2 separate regions of the Sus scrofa genome follow, and region 2 is linked to region 1. The links are chromatin contacts, called in public HiChIP or PLAC-seq maps. All regions are on one chromosome and are shown on one strand. Each heading gives the region's core, a stretch centred on a gene start, on an enhancer-like site or on the middle of the called end of the contact. The rest is flanking DNA. Distances are from core to core; before and after follow the strand shown.

Evidence for each region. HiChIP or PLAC-seq counts read pairs in DNA pulled down with a chosen protein or histone mark.
Region 2: a contact with region 1 is called in an H3K27ac HiChIP or PLAC-seq map of alveolar macrophages. The contact joins the promoter of SNRNP35 here to the promoter of TMED2 in region 1. A contact is called at or near these places in 2 of 5 promoter capture datasets (fetal liver and liver), 3 of 47 Hi-C or Micro-C datasets (embryonic fibroblasts, fetal heart ventricle and subcutaneous adipose tissue) and 1 of 2 datasets of contacts at active chromatin or transcription factors (alveolar macrophages).

The regions. Positions count from the first base shown.
Region 1 is chr14:29,398,819-29,402,711 of Sscrofa11.1, forward strand. TMED2 (transmembrane emp24 domain-containing protein 2) reads right to left here and starts at 1,636. Exons shown (of 6, transcript XM_003359088.4): 1 at 1,479-1,636; 2 at 1,343-1,476. The coding sequence starts at 1,521.
Region 2 is chr14:29,474,882-29,478,774 of Sscrofa11.1, forward strand. SNRNP35 (U11/U12 small nuclear ribonucleoprotein 35 kDa protein) reads right to left here and starts at 2,170. Exons shown (of 2, transcript XM_003359089.4): 1 at 1,995-2,170. It overlaps RILPL2 (RILP-like protein 2), which reads left to right and starts at 3,254. Exons shown (of 5, transcript XM_013982786.2): 1 at 3,254-3,304.

The DNA of each region.
Region 1 (3,893 bases), core at 386-2,885:
CATGAGATTTCGAGTTCGATCTCTGGCCTTGCTCAGTGGGTTAAGGACCAGGCCTTGGTATGAGCTGTGGTGTAGGTCGCAGAGGTGGCTGGGATCTGATGTTACTGTGGCTGTGGTGTAGGCGGGCAACTACAGCTCAGATTAGACCCCTAGCCTGGGAACATCCATGTGCCGTGCATGCGGCACCGAAAAGACAAAACACAAAACAAAACAAAACCCTAAGAATTTTGAGCAAGCTACATGTCTGGGTCTCGCTAATTGATTACTGCCAGCCAGTAAAGGAATCTGCTTTATCTGAGATGCCTGAAGACATAAGACAAAGGACTAGATTGGATATTCTGAGACCCATGTTCTCATCCTAGGCTGCTGCATATCAGCTGTTAGACTTTGTTCAAGTTGCTTTCTCTTATGAAGCCCATGCCACCTGTAAAACTTGTAGACTGGAATAGCTGGTGTCTTAAGCTCTCAGCTAACTTTAACAGTCAGTCCTTCCAGTAGCTCCTTATTTCTGGATTTCACTTGTTTTGTGGAATTTATGCCCAACTCCGCTGAGGGTCAGTGTCAAATGGAAAATCCTTAGACCTAATTAATCATGCTAACGGATGACTTTAAATATTAATTACATCTGATTTTCTAAAAAAAGTTAGAGGCGAATCATTCTTTTGGCTTAAAACAAGACACAGGAAATAATTTACAGACTGTTGGCTTCTTAAAATAATTTTCCGTTTTCTCCACTTCGCTGCAGTCATTACACCTAAAATGCATAACCAGCCTCACTCCCCTAGCCGGAGATGGCTAAACGAGGTATCACGTAAAGGAGATTCACGTAAAATCGGGTAATCTGGATCATTTCCATGAAAAATAAAACACAACGCGAACGTCTGCCTACATATCTCAATAGCTTTCGATTTACTTTTTCAGAAGTTTCCATGTCACGTGCCAACTTTAATTTGCACTATGGAGGAAAGCAGCTGCTGACCGTTCGAGACCCGCCACCAGCTAAACGAGACTGTGAAGCGCCTCCTGGGCCCAGATCTGACACGCGGCGCCTGGTCGACAAAGCTCGGCAAGAGGTTCCAAGGGGAACCCGCCATTCAAGCTGAGTATCCAAAGCAATCAAGCAACGGTTACGTATCCCGTGGGGAGCCCGGAATCCGGGGAGATGCGGGGAAAAGGGAGGTTAGAGGGTCGCTGGGTGGCGGCCAGCGCCCCTCCCAGAACTCGGACAGTGGCCTCGATGTCCCGCTCCCCCCGCGGGCCCCGCGCGCCGGCGGGCCCCGCGCGCCGGCAACCCCCGAGCGGCCGCAAGACCCCGCTTCGGTCGCGGGCAGCGCGCCCGCACCTCCACGTCGATGTCCAGGAAGCCGCCCTCGGCCACCTCGAAGATGAGGCCCATCTTGGTGCCCGAGGTGACCCGCTCGAAGAAGCACTCCTCGGCATGTGCGTCGATGCTGACGAAGTAGCCCGAGGCCGTGCCAGGAGGGCGGCCAAGAGCACCAGCAGCTCAGCGAGCGTCACCATGGTGGGGCTGGGGCCGAAGCCAGGACCGGGAGCGCGGCCTCCAAAGCCGCCGTGGCCGCCGCCGCCACCACTACCTTCTCAGCCGCCGCCGCCTCAGCCCCGCCCCTTCCGGCTGCGCCACCCGAGGGGGCTGATGCGGGCGCCGTGGATTGGCGGGCGCCTGCAGCTGCCACGTAACGGACGCACGGCAGCCGCCGAGGGACAAGGCGTCTCCGCGCGGGCCGAGCCTGGACGGTGGCTCCGAAGGACCAGAAACCATTGTCCTCTTCCTCTCTCCAGTCGCGCTTACAACTTAAATTTCACATGGACCACACGAGGAAAAAACAGTAGCAATAACCCTCCTCCCCCTAGTGCAGTATCTTCTTAGGATTGTCCGTAAAGATGGCAGAAGATTTGGAGGCAGTAATAGGAGTGGAAGGAGGAAATGGAGCTGAAACCAAGGGCTTTAATATTTATGTTAGCCTGCCCTCACCTCGCAAAAACCGACGGAGGAAGGATGGAGAAGGGTATAGAGACTGGGAAAGGGCACGAGAGAGAACCTCCTGAGATGTTGGAAATGTTTTACATCGTCACCTAAACGATGGGTACATGAGTGTTTACATATGCCTTTTTAAAAACTAAAGAAACTGTATACTTAATACGCCTTATTTCACTGTATGTATATATAATACAACTACCGAAAACAAAAAACCTTGTCTACATCCTCCAAAGTTAGAATTCTCTCACTTCCCTAGAGTCTAGTTGCCACCCCCATGGCCCCATTGCTCTTGCCAGCTACTGGGACAATTTTTTTGTACACTTTGCCTCCTGGCATACTCCTACACACCCCTCAAAACCCAACTCAAATGTCACCTCTCCTCTTCTTGAAATGTTCCTAGATCTCCCACTGCCAAATTCTAGCCCCTTCCTCTGTGCTTACAAGGTAGATTTGCACCCTCTAAGTTATACTTATTTACCAGTCTGTGTCACTCATGAGGCACAAGTCTTGGCACATATATGCTGCTCTCTCAGGCCCTCCCCTAGGGTCACAAAAGATCTCACTCATGATGTGTTAGTTGACACATCAAGTTCATTGAACTGGCCTGATGAGGAGACCTGGGTTGTTACTCCAGTTTTACACATAGTTGTGTAACCTTAATTATGTTCCATCACTCTCTGAACTTAAATTTCCTTATCTGTATAAAGGGGGTGATAGCACATTTTATGCTTATCATGTAAAGTTATCATGAAGATCAGATGATACCATTTATGTGAATAAGCAATGCAAGTTTGAAGGATTATTTCTTCAAAGACTACCAGACAATAGGGGGCAGTAGTGGCCCAATATCCAGTTTCCTGCTCAGGTGTCAATAAACAGATGCAGGTACTGTGAAAGAAGATTCCAGGCTATGACAATGCGTTATCGAACTCAGAGTTCTAGTAATGGTCTCCTGATTCCCCACCTTCCAAACTGTGGCAAAGGCCCTGCTTCTTCTGGCAGGTCAGTTCTGCAGTGTTATCCGGACAGCCATAGCTAGAGGGAGGCTCAGCCTAGAGCCTGCCCTTCCAACTTCACCAACCCATTTATGAGCTTGTATTTTCCTACAGTAAATCTCTTTTTGCATTTAATACCTTCAGAGGTTTCCTATTAAGCTGAATTAAATTGATGAATACAGCCTTTTCAACTTCTCAAGCAACTCAACTCTAGAAAAGTGCCAAGAATAATCCTGGTGTTTTTTTTTCAAGTCTGTTTTTATCTAGGTATTAAAGGTTAATTTTCATTTTCAAAATGATTAACATTCTAACTCCACTGTTCAGGGATTGATTGATTGATTGATTGATTTTAGCTTTTTGTGGCCAAACCTGTGGCATATTGAACAGGCTAGGGGTCAAACTGGAGCTGCAGCTGCCAGCCTACACTGAAGGTCACAGTAACACCAGATCTTTAACCCACTTGAGGAAGGCCAAGGAGCAAACCCGCATCTTCATGGATACTGGTCTGGTTCTTAACCCGCTGACTCACAATGGGAACTCCTATCTTTTCTATTTTAAAAGTGACTGTGCTATTAGGAGTTCCCCTCATGGCTCAGCAGTTAATGAACCCAACTAGGAACCATGAGGATGCAGGTTCAATCCCTGGCCTCGTTCAGTGGGTTAAGGATCTGGCATTGCCAGTGAGTCTTTGATGTAGATCGCAGATGTGACTTGGATTCCGAGTGGCTGTGGCTGTGGTGTAGGCCAGCAGCTGTAGCTCCGATTTGACCCCTAGCCTAGGAACATCCATATACTGTGGGTACAACCCTAAACAAAAAAAAAAGTAACTGTGCTATTTAAATACTGAAGGAGTTCCCTTGGGATGAGGCAGGTTAAGGACCTGGCATTGTCACTGCAGT
Region 2 (3,893 bases), core at 920-3,419, 77 kb after region 1:
GGGCTCAAGGATGCCCTCACCCACTCTCTCGCCCTCCTCCTTGGAAGAAGCAGAAGGCAAAGGCCTGAGCTCAACACAGACGTATACCATCATGGTAGGATGCATACCAACTACGTTATGATGCTACAACATGGGTCAAAATCCAGGCTTGCCTTTCAGAGACTTAAAATGGTCATAGGGGAGTTACTATTGTGGCTCATTGGGTTAAGAACATGACTAGTATCCATGAGGATGCTGATTCGATTCCTGGCCTTGCTCAGTGGGTTAAGGATCTGGCACTGCCATGAGCTGTGGCACAGGTCATAGACGTGGCTCAAATCTGGCATGACTGTGGCTGTGGCCGTGGCCAGCAGCTGTAACTCTGATTTCACCCCTAGCTCGGGAACTTCCATATGCCGTGGGTGCGGCCCTAAAAAGCAAAAGGAAAACAAACACAAAAGGACCACTTCATTCAAAACTGAGAGGCAGGACATTATATCATCTCCCACCAAACTGTAAATGGAGGACGTATATGTGTGTCATCATTAGCGAGCAACTTTGGAAAAGACACTTCTCTGGTAACTTGTAAAAGGATGACGAACAGCTAGAACAAGGGAAGGAGCTTCAGATGGTTTTGGTCTGGCTTGGGCTCTGCCTCCAACTCACTTAAGGTTCTAATCTTACTTCCTACCTCCATCATAAGGTTGCAAGATAAAAACAAAAACCAAAGACCATAACAATTATAGTTAACTTGTCTTGAACACTTAGGAGGTGCCAGGCATTGTGCTAAGCACTTATCTCCCTTCACTTCTCAACAATACCAGGACACGTGTACTTCTGTTATTGCTATTTCAGATGTGGAAGGTGAGCTGCAAAAACGGCTGTCTTTTGTCCCAAAACACAGAAGTAGCCCAGCCAGGTAATGAGAACCAAGGGCTTTCTTGACTCCAGAAATTAAGTTCTTAACTATTTTCTTAGATGGCTGTCATAAAATATAAAGCTTTGGAGAGAGGGACAGGAAAAAGCTGACCAGGTCTGGGTTTTGAGGCTGAAAACCCCCACACTCTCCACCCCTGCAACCAAATGGGAGAGAAACCCCTTCCCCCATTCCACAAGCTCACAACGATCCACCAAAAATTTTTTGACATAATTGTACAAGGTCAGAAGTCCTGTTCAAAGCTTTAAGAGCTCTTCAAATTAAAATATGGAGAGAATTATAAAGGGATAAAATGAATTTTGTTTCCTTCCCGATCTGTATGCTCCTATCAATACTAAATACCAAGAAAACAGCGGGCTTCACGGCTTCTCATTCTTTCTTGCTGTATTTTCTCCGTTGCAACATTATATTGAGATTTCCTTCAACAATCTCTTTGAAATTTTATATTCTCGTCATTATTTCATTAACGAGGATGGGATGTGAAAGATGAATGGGGGGGGGGTGGAGATGGGTGCGTCAATGAACCATTAAAGACCGAAGGGCGGAAAGTGAAAAAGCGCAGGAATTAGAGTCAGAACACCCAGGTTTAAGACCTAGTGCAATCTTGGGCAAAATTTAAATCATCTGTAAAATGTTGCTAAGCGCCTCTTCACTGCATAACAGAAGGCCTACGAAAGTGTTTTATAATTATAAAGCATTATGTAAATAAAAGCTATTATTAAACAAGTAAACAGACAAGACACACCTCTCCAGGCTGATTATACATAGTAAAACACTCCCGCGCTTCCCAGGTGGGAAACTGAAGGCTGGCCCACAGGGCCCTCCGAGCACGCGCAGTGAGGCTATGGAAGCCAAGGCGGAAGTCTCTGTGATAGTCTATACTCCCAGTCCCCTCGCAGCACCTCGGTCTCTCGGCCGCCGGCCTTTCAGACTACCTCTCCCAGCCCCTCACCTTGTAGGTAGGCGCAAGACTGAAGGAACCATCCTGCCAACCAAGTTATAGCCCCCGCTCCCCGCAGCATAAACCCAAAAGGTCTCCCCATTTGCCCGGCTTCAACATGGCGGCCCACACACTAACCGACACACTGTCCAGGCGGAATTCCCTGGTCCTCCTCGCCTGGGTGGGCCCCGCTCCCACTAAACCGCTCTGGTTCACTTCAGAAGACTCGGGATTCCTTTCCCATGGAGACTGATGCCGAGCGTGGAGCGACGGTAGGTTCTTCCGGCCCGCCTGACCGGAACTTTACATCGGGAGCTACAGATTCGTCACGGGCCCTGATTTGGTTTTTGCTTTCATTTAAAAAATCTAATCGCATGCATTGAGCATCGAAGGCTCCATTGAGTATCGTCTCCAAAAAGAATGAACTTTTCGCTTTTCTAAAATTTTTCGCCAGGACAAAAAATGCTAAATTGAACAATTGAGTTGGAAGACTATCGAATGTGCTGCTAATCCTGTGAGATTCGCAGAATCGCTCTCCTTATTGAAGAGATCTTTGAGCGCCAGTGAGACTTTTCGTTCTCAGGTTCACTGTGAGAAATTGATTTTGTTTTGTTTTTTTTCCTTAGAAAATGCGTATGCTAGTTCACAAGGAAACTGTGTACGTATGTTTTCCCAGAGTTTTTCTAACCCCTAAATTTAACAAATTCGCTCCCCGCACAAGCAAAACAGTTCTTCAAAGTGAGCTCGGAAACAAGAATCGCGTGGAAGCGTGTTAAAATGCCGTTTTCCGAGCCTCACAGAGATCTCTGAATTCAGAATCTCTGAAAAAAATGTATTTTTTTGGAAAGTCCCCAAATGATTCTTTTTTTTTTTTTTTTTTTGTCTTTTTGCTATTTCTTGGGCCGCTCCCGCGGCATACGGAGGTTCCCAGGGTAGGAGTCAAATCGAAGCTGTAGCCGCCAACCTACGCCAGAGCCACAGCAAAGCGGGATCCCAGTCGCGTCTGCAACCTACACCACAGCTCATGGCATCGCCGGATCTTTTAACCCACTGAGCAAGGCCAGGGATCGAACCCTCAACCTCATGGTTCCTAGTCGGATTCATTAACCACTGTGCCACGACGGGAACTCCCCCAAATGACCCTTTAAGAACCCATGCCCAGATTTAAAACCAGGGCGTGGGAGGGGAGACCCATGTGGTCAGTAAATATTTATAGAGTAGATAGATGTATACATTCAGACTATGTTATGTTTCTTTTTTGTTAGGTCAGTGTATTCGGGTAGATTACGACTTGAACAACGAATTACTTGATACAGTTGTGCTTTCATAAATCTGATGATGAGTATCTCATGATGTTCTTCATTCACTCATTTTCTGATTCATTCTTACAAGTGGGTGATTTCTGCAAACAACTCATCTCATTTTGCTTCCAATCTTATTCTTAGAAGGTAAGCCAAATCACCATTTACTAAGGGTATATTACTGTTCTTTTTTTTTTTTTTTTTTTTTTGTCTTTTGTCTGTTGTTGTTGTTGCTATTTCTTGGAACGCTCCGCGGCATATGGAGGTTCCCAGGCTAGGGGTTGAATCGGAGCTGTAGCCACCGGCCTACGCCAGAGCCACAGCAACGCGGGATCCGAGCCGCGTCTGCAACCTACACCACAGCTCACGGCAACGCCGGATCGTTAACCCACTGAGCAAGGGCAGGGACCGAACCCGCAACCTCGTGGTTCCTAGTCGGATTCGTTAACCACTGCGCCACGACGGGAACTCCTATATTACTGTTCTTAGTCTTTATTGAATTTTGTACGTGAAGCAAAGGTCCTGAATATCTATAGCTTTCTTTATAGTACCTTTTCTTTTCTTTTCTTTTCTTGCTTTTTAGGGCTGAACCCATGGCATATGAAAGTCCCCAGGCTAGGTGTCGAATCAAAGCTGCACCTGAGGCCTACACAACCACAGCAACACTTCAGCCAAACTACATCTGTGACCTACATCACAGCTTGAAGCAATGCCAGGTCCTTAACCCACTGAACGA